Regions from separate parts of the Columba livia genome. Here region 1 is linked to region 2. Evidence: chromatin contacts called from public Hi-C data. All regions are on one chromosome and are shown on one strand. The core of a region is the stretch at or near the end of the contact, and the rest is flanking DNA. Distances in the headings are between cores, read along the strand shown. Region 1 holds the start of PPIL2 (peptidylprolyl isomerase like 2). Region 2 overlaps LOC102086013 (septin-2).

Evidence for each region. Hi-C and Micro-C count contacts between places; a contact is called where the count stands out from the background.
Region 1: a contact with region 2 is called in a Hi-C map of liver, with 2.4 times the contacts expected there. The contact joins the promoter of PPIL2 here to the enhancer-like site in region 2. A contact is called at or near these places in 2 of 2 Hi-C or Micro-C datasets (crop and liver).

The regions. Positions count from the first base shown.
Region 1 is chr17:7,968,269-7,972,272 of bColLiv1.pat.W.v2, forward strand. It overlaps PPIL2 (peptidylprolyl isomerase like 2), which reads left to right and starts at 2,560. Exons shown (of 20, transcript XM_065033074.1): 1 at 2,560-2,717; 2 at 2,807-2,856; 3 at 3,910-3,955. The coding sequence starts at 2,686. It overlaps LOC102087493 (protein HIRA), which reads left to right. Exons shown (of 25, transcript XM_065033072.1): 25 at 125-1,093. The coding sequence ends at 241.
Region 2 is chr17:7,859,125-7,863,124 of bColLiv1.pat.W.v2, forward strand. It overlaps LOC102086013 (septin-2), which reads right to left. Exons shown (of 13, transcript XM_065033687.1): 8 at 3,423-3,524; 9 at 2,462-2,607; 10 at 1,323-1,406; 11 at 291-348. Among named protein-coding and RNA genes, the nearest start is that of SEPTIN5, 17 kb to the left of the region's middle. Within about 2 kb of position 2,672, at least 2 of the 3 cell types and tissues checked have an H3K27ac peak away from gene starts, as active enhancers do.

The DNA of each region.
Region 1 (4,004 bases), core at 1,310-3,809, 110 kb after region 2:
AGAACATAAAATACACATGTCTTTCCAGGCAGGAAAAGGCATGAATCTTAAATAGCTCTATGAAATATATTTATGATATCAGGCAATACATTCTGAGCGTGCTTTTGTGGTTTTTTTTGTGCAGGGTTTACGAAAGAGAGAACTATTGAAAGAGCTTCTTCCTGTTATTGGACAGAACCTCCGATTCCAGAGGCTTTTCACAGAATATCAAGAGCAGCTAGACATCTTGAGAGACAAGTAGCATTCCCCCAGATTTTCCCTGCGGGGCCTGGTCCGAGAGAAACTGCTGAACAGCATTAACCAGAGACAGAAGAGGAGCGAGAACCCGGTCAGTGGGGACATTCCTGAAGAGAGCAGAGTCAGGAGGGTCCCAGAGCTTCAGGAGTGACCTGCTTTAGTTTTTAAAGAAGCTCGCAAGTGGATTCGTGAAAATGAGTGGATGAGCTCGACCGTTTCCCAAGTGAAACTTCCCCATCGAAGCTGTGGCCTCTGTTTCTGTGGAAAGTCGTGGATCTGTACTTCAGGGGGGGTCCTTTTGGATCTGGATCTCATTTTAATATCAAAACTAGCTGAGAACTGTTTGTGGGGTTTCTTGGATGTCCTGTGAAAAGCACAGTACTTCAGAGTACACTGAACAGCATATTTAACCCTGTTTAGGGTTTTTTGCCTGAGGATTTATTGAGGCTCAACACTAAATTAGATGAATGAGCCACGTAAAAAGAAATTTCATAAATATTAAGGTATTATGCAGCCAATAGACTCTTTCCTGTGAATATAATAATAATAATAAGAGGCTGTTCTAACACATGGACTATTTTTGTACTAGAATTTGCTAACTTGTAATATGGAATTTTATTTGGCCAATAATCAGGCTATCTCTACAAAGTCATCTTGTAGGAAATTTAACTCTAATTACAAAAGCTATGTTTCAAAATAATTCTACCAAATTAACATGTCATCTTCTGGTTTTTAATTTTTAAATGTTTGTAAAAGGCATTTTGGGGGGAGGGGGTGGGATACAATGGGGTGACTCTTTTTGTAAGTACAAAAATAAATGAACATTGCATTGGTTTAAAAAAACAAAAAGCAAAAACATGGTCTTGAATTATTACAGAGGGCACAGGCACCTCCGGAAATGTCAACGCAGACTGAATCATGTTAAAATGTCTAGAAATAAATAATACCAACTGGGTGATCTTTCCTCTGAAAGTTACATGGTTGTCTGGATCCTAGAGGGAAGGATCTTTAAGGCAATAAACCCCCTCATTTGGAGGGTTTTGTTGCCTCCTGCATTCACCCAACAGACACAGGATTACTTTCGTTTTTCTATGGCAATCTCATGTGTACCAGATGGGGAAAGTGAAGGTGGTAAGAAGAGCTACACAAGCTCCCCTGACCCATAGTCCAAAAAGGTAAATTGTACTATGACGAAGATTCACGTGCTGTTGCCAGTTAGTCTACGCTCATGGGAACTGGCATCATCTTCTTCATAAAGCAGAATCATAGAACCATAGAATGTTTGGCTTGGGAGGGACTAACCTCCTGCAGCGAGCAGGGACATCTGTGATCAGAGCAGATTGTGCTCATCTTGCACACGTGTATGCAGGTAAACAACCCGCTGAAATGATTAAAATGGGAGATAGACACCGTGTTCTGGGGAAAAGGTGGGTCTGGTCCAGAGCCTGGTGCAGTCTGTGGCAGTCTGGCTATCAGCTCCCGTGGATTTTGACTCTCGACGGTTCTGTGTAGGCAGCTGCCAGGATGGTGGTTTAACGAGGAAAGAACAAACGAGCATGTGTAGTTTTGGAGACATTTGATAAGTGAAAGCTGTGAGGCAGGTGGCTCTTTCCTCCTGCAGAAGGCAAGATGTTTGGATTCTGGCCATCCTCTGTTCAGCCTTGTGCTGTTTGTACCAGTCTGTAATGAATGCTGCTTAATAGGATTTAAATGCTGAAATACTTTTTATGAAGACCTGTCTCCACATTAGACACTATATAGGTTTTTGTACTCATTTTTTCTTGGAAAGTTCTGTCACTGCCATTCACCCAACGCACACAGGATTGTTTGTTTTTTTTCCTATGGCAATCTCACATGTAAATTCCACGCAACAAAGTTTATTTAAATGAAGATGGATGTTTTTCTTAAATTGGATATTTTAGCATTTTCTGCTTATATTTAGTATCTTTTTTTTTTCAGATGCAGGCTCTGAAAACTGTTTAAGGCTGTGTTACATTATCAAAGGAAGCCTGCAGCAAACCCAAAGAGGAACACTTTCAGCGTGAAAGTGGAAGCAGGCTCTTTTGGGCTCTTTTGAACAACCGAGCTTTTATTAATTAATGGTTTGGATGGAAAAGTGAGGCAGGTCCCAGGGAGGATTAGACGTTCTCTCTACATCGTGGCTCAAAACACCCGTCAAAACTCCCTCAGGGCGTCCCTGCCCTGGCGCCGGTGAGGGAGGATCCAGTAAGAGCTCCAGCAAAAACTGAACTAAACCCGGGTTTAGCGGGCGCGCAGCTCGCAGGCGTCTGGCCCCGGAACGCCGCTCGCCGCCCGTGTTTCCGCGCCGGGGCCTTTCGCCGCCGCACTCGCACCGGAAGGAGCCGCGGCCGCAGGAGTCCGGGTGCGGGCGGCTCGGCGGAGCCGGAGGAGCCGCGTTCCCGGGGGTCCCCGGGCCGAGCCGCCGCCATGGGGAAGAGGCAGCACCAGAAGGACAAGATGTGAGCGGGGGAGGGCGGGGCGGGGGGGCTGCGGCCCTGGTGAGTGACCCCCGTGAGTGACCCCGTGTCTCACCCCCGTGTCTCGGCAGGTACATCACGTGCGCGGAGTACACGCAGTTCTACGGGGGCAAGAAAGCAGGTAAGGGGCGGGGGTGAGGGGTGAACCCCGAGTCCAGTGGGGTGACCACACTGGGGTGCGGGGGGGTCTGGGCTCCCCCCGAACTGGCCTCTGACCCCCTGGGCTCTGCAGCTGCGGGTCACAGAATCCCAGAATGTCAGGGGTTGGAAGGGACCTGGAAAGCTCATCCAGTGCAATCCCCCCATGGAGCAGGAACACCCAGATGAGGTTACACAGGAAGGTGTCCAGGCGGGTTGGAATGTCTGCAGAGAAGGAGACTCCACAACCCCCCTGGGCAGCCTGGGCCAGGCTCTGCCACCCTCACTGAGAAGTTTCTTATCAAATTTAAGTGGAACCTTTTGTGTTCCAGTTTGAACCCATTACCCCTTGTCCTATCATTGGTTGTCACCGAGAAGAGCCTGGCTCCATCCTTCTGACACTCATCCTTTATATATCTGTAAACATTAATGAGGTCACCCCTCAGTCTCCTCTTGTCCAGCTCCAGAGCCCCAGCTCCCTCAGCCTTTCCTCACACGGGAGATGCTCCACTCCCTTCAGCATCTTTGTTGCCCTGCGCTGAACCCTCTCCAGCAGTTCCCTGTCCTGCTGGAACTGAAAGTCCTAAAACCAGCCCTGCGGATCCTCCTGAGACCGGCAGAAATTGGGGTTTAACTCCCAGAGGAGCTGTCCCCTCATTCACTGTGTGCTTGGAGGCAGTTAAACTGTTCATCATCAAGTTTAAACTTGGTGCTGTAGGCCTGCCAGAACTCTGGTTTGTTGTTGTTGTTGTTGTTGGATTTTGTGGCTGTTATTATTGTTGTTTTTTTTCATTGTTTCATTTTGTGTGTTGTTTTTTTTTTCTGACTGTATAATTTCACTTGAGGAGTTACTTGTGCTCTGCAGGACAAGTCTGATTTTAGTTACAGTTTTGCAAGTTTTAGTGCATTTCACTTTGTCATCAGTAAGTTGCCACCATGTATGTAGCAAAATGTAACTTTCAAGTGTTTCTTTGTTACCTAAAATACGATATATTTATTAAAATCAAGGTTTGCTTTGTGTTTTTCCCATAAACAGACCTTCCACGAACTAATTTCAGGCGTTTATCATTTGATCACTGCAGGTAAGACAGGAAATTTACATTATCATTATTAAACGACACATCCATCCAT
Region 2 (4,000 bases), core at 1,422-3,921:
AAAACAAATTGACCTTAATACTTAAAAATAGCAACTATCCTTATGGAAAACTAGCACAACTGGAAGTGATAAATTCCCTGCCTACAACCAAGGATCCATGTGCTACCTACCATCCGCAGCACGCAAGTGACTATAACCAAAACACTGTATGGGCAACCTGTATGTTCAGATAAGGTCTGTCATTTTTCACAACTCCAGTCCTACACTCCATAGGCAGTTGACATAGAACACTGAAATTGAAATATAGCATGTTATATTAAAGAACAACAGTTTTAGAATCTTCCTCTTACCTCAGCCTCTTTCTGCTGGAGGATTCTGTCCTTATCTACCACTTCTTCTTCAACAGGCCTATTGAACAAAAGAACATGTTGATGGGTGTAAGATACGGAAGCAAAACTCTCCAAGAATAGATTCAAGGTTCATATTTAGTTAATATAACTACAACAAAAAGTCTACATGCTTCCATACAGGGGAAATTAGGATATTTTTAAACCCATGCTTCCCTTTTGTAAAACACCATCTTTACCTCACACTCATGTTATTCACTCCCCATTTCTTAAAATTTTATTTATTCACTGCTATAGTGATTTTTTAGCTATTTAGTCAAGAGATTCCCTCCACTATGTATCCATCGTACAAAAATCAAGCATCAAAAGGCAGTGTAGGCTATTTCCTTTCTTCTTTAAGATCAAAATGCTTGGCTGAATACTTAAAGAACAAGTGAAGCAGACACAACAATAAGTTGCTATTAAAAAAGATGCAGCACAGGTACGTGCATATTTTTTGCATGAAGTTGCCAAGGACAGAAACCTTACCAAGAAAAACAAAACATGCAAATCAAAACCACAAAAAACCACCACAAACATTACCAAAAATGATTGTTTGGTCTGAACTTCTCTCTTTAGCCAGATATGAACAAGCAAGCCCTGCAATAACTGGAGAAATAATATCCTGCCTGATCAGACAGGATGGGGCCTATTTAAATGTGCCCACTAGAATTTTTTTTCCCAAGTAGACATCGTTCAATAAAAAACTACCTTGCCTGCAGCCCACAACTTCTTTATGTACATTCCAATTAAAAGCATAGAGAAAATAGAATGGATACACAAGCAGGAACGGCTGTTTGTAAGCACTGCACTTTGCTAATATTACTGCTCTTCAGGGAGAACGTTTAATACAAATTTCAGCAACTCCATAGATTGAAATCTCAAGAGAAATAATTAGTTACAGGTGAGGTGAGTTAGATGAACAAGTTCAATGGCACAAAGGAAAAAGAAGAGACCCACAAGCAGCAATGCCCAAAGCCACACACACGCACTTACTTGCCGGTTCGCTTTAGCCTCTCCGAACGGAAGTTTTCATAGTGCAAGTCTTGGGTCACCTCCTGCAGGTCCTGCATGTGTGTTCTAGAACATGCAAAGGGATATTGAACACTTTGTCCTTCTTGTCAAAGGAAGAAAAACACCCTTTTATCTTCTGTTTTTGTTTTCTATAATGGATGCATTTACTGGAAAAATAATCCTTACAGACCAAGCGTGACGTAAAGCTAGCCAGAACACTGCTTTCATGTTTATTGGTCTTTAATTCACACTTAAGTGCCCTCCCACCAATATTCTTCAAAGACCCAAAGTATGTCATCACCCTCTTGTTTACTACTGAGTCTACAGGAGTTGTTCATACCTGTCTTTACAGTTTTAAGAACATTGAGAAGACAGTTATTCAGAAAGATACTTTAATTCCTGAAGTATTTTTTGCCTCTTAAGTGCTATTAGGTGTAATTTGTAACAGAGAACTAGGTGGAGCTCCTTGGCTCACAGAGCAGCTGACGTTGCCTAACAATTTCCAATTGTCAGGAAAGAAGTGCTCACTATGAGTGACCAGCAGAGGGCGATCCCTGCCCAGCAAAGACTGAAACCAGACCTGCACAACAGAATTCAATTTCCAACAACAGGGAGAGGTCGTAAAAACACACACACACACCAAAGCCCACCAAAAACACCATACCCACAACACGTAAAACCATCTACACAGGCACAATATATCCGTATCAACTAAAATCATAAAGTGGGGTATCCTATTTAAAACAGGATTTCCTATACTGCCAAGAAACCTGAGCTTTCCCTTCAGAACACTCTTCACATTTTAATCAATCACTTCTAGTAATATTTTAAAAGCTTTTCTGCCTCACCCGCTGCACTATAAGAAAACATCAATGTATATGTAAAGCCGTCAGTTCACATAAGACATAAAAACTGTCACATATAACTGTCAATGTAAAACACCGAAAATCTTTTCTGAAGTCAGAGATCAGAGGGTTACAGCAGCAAAATGAGCTGCAGCGGGCTAAAAGTACCTGCCATTAGAGTTCGTTTTGAATTCAGGAGTTCATGTTCTTGTAACTCTCTAGTCATTGTAACAGTTACATCACCACCGGAGATGGGATAATTTTACCATTACTCACACCAGCATTGTGCGCAGCTTAAGGAAATCATTGTGCTCTGGATTTTCAACTTCAACAACTCCCCAGGGATACAGACGGCCTCTGATTTTCTTGCCTTTCACCTCAATAAGTTGATTGGATCCAATAACAGCAAAGGGAATGCTGGCCTAAGTTGAGACAGAGCAAAACAAATTCCTGGTTTGATTTTTGACTGGTTACTTTTGCATGTTTTGTTTCTTTTTTAAAAAACGCAAAAAGACTTTTAAGTAGCAGACAGGAGGGGGGAAAAGAAATGCTGACAAATGCTCTCTACTATAATCCTTCCACATGAGAAAACCACAAAATCCTATTCTAGGTAACACAACCTCTCATTGTTAACACCTGTAGTTGTGTTAGGATCAGTTTGTCTTCAAACACAAGGCACAAAAGGAAATGACGGTTTGCTTTAGGAACACTTGACTGTTGTTGAAGTACAGTTTGGGCATAATGTGTCATCTGACATAACATCATGCATGGAAAACAGCCAACAGAAACATTCTTCAGATACAGATTGAAGTAGCTAGAGAGAATTTCAGATACATTCTTCAAGCACCTTTGCTAGTATCACAGCACTAAGAGGAAATTACTTAAAACATTTATTATCTGCTCTAACAAGAGGGAAGTTGTTAATTAGTATAGTAACCATAACACATGCACATTCTCTTTGCTTGCATGTAAAGGGTTTGAGTCAGAAAACAGACTGCAAATCACAGTTCTTGCTGAACAGTTGCTTACATTTAAAAGAGAAAGGAAAGTCATGACACGCTACATTTAGAATTCGGATGAAGCAGAAACTGGAATAAAAAGGATTATAATTCAGAGGAGTTAACATCCGAAGAAAAGTCGAATTTTCAACACATTATAAAGGAATAAAGTACCTTTAAGTATCCTGTAGGCTTGAAGAAGTACTGCAACAAAACGACAAATTAGGAGTGAAACTTGCCTTTAAAACTCTGGTTTGTTCTTTAAACTCCTCATCTTCATCAGAATCCGCATCAGGGAGTTGATAAATCCTAATGCCATGCTCGGAAATCTCATCCAGAACCTGAAGTTTACAAAAATGAAAGAATAACAAGTTCTTATTTCATTGAAGATGTATTAAATTAAAAACATATACAACTGATTCACTCGTCTGTCACATCCAGAAAAATCAGAATGCTCTTCTGCTTAGAAAAAAAATCATTAGCAGAAATTGCCATTACTTATGCTTTGAGCGTATGTACTACCAAATTAGTGTGTGTCCAACAGGACTATCTTACACGGCATTAATTTTATTCTACCTATGAAGAAAAAAACCCAGCATTTTTCCTTCATTTAAAAGAGACTTCAAGTCCACAAATATCCTGTAAACATACCAAGTAAATAATTTTTTAAAAAACCTGAAGATTTACATGGAGCATAATACAGACGCAGAAAAAACACAAAGTGAAGTTAATACGAAAAAATAAGTAAAGGCAATGAATTTGGAGAAGGGATTCATTAGTTACAGCATCAAAACCATGCAGCCCATGCCAAAGTATA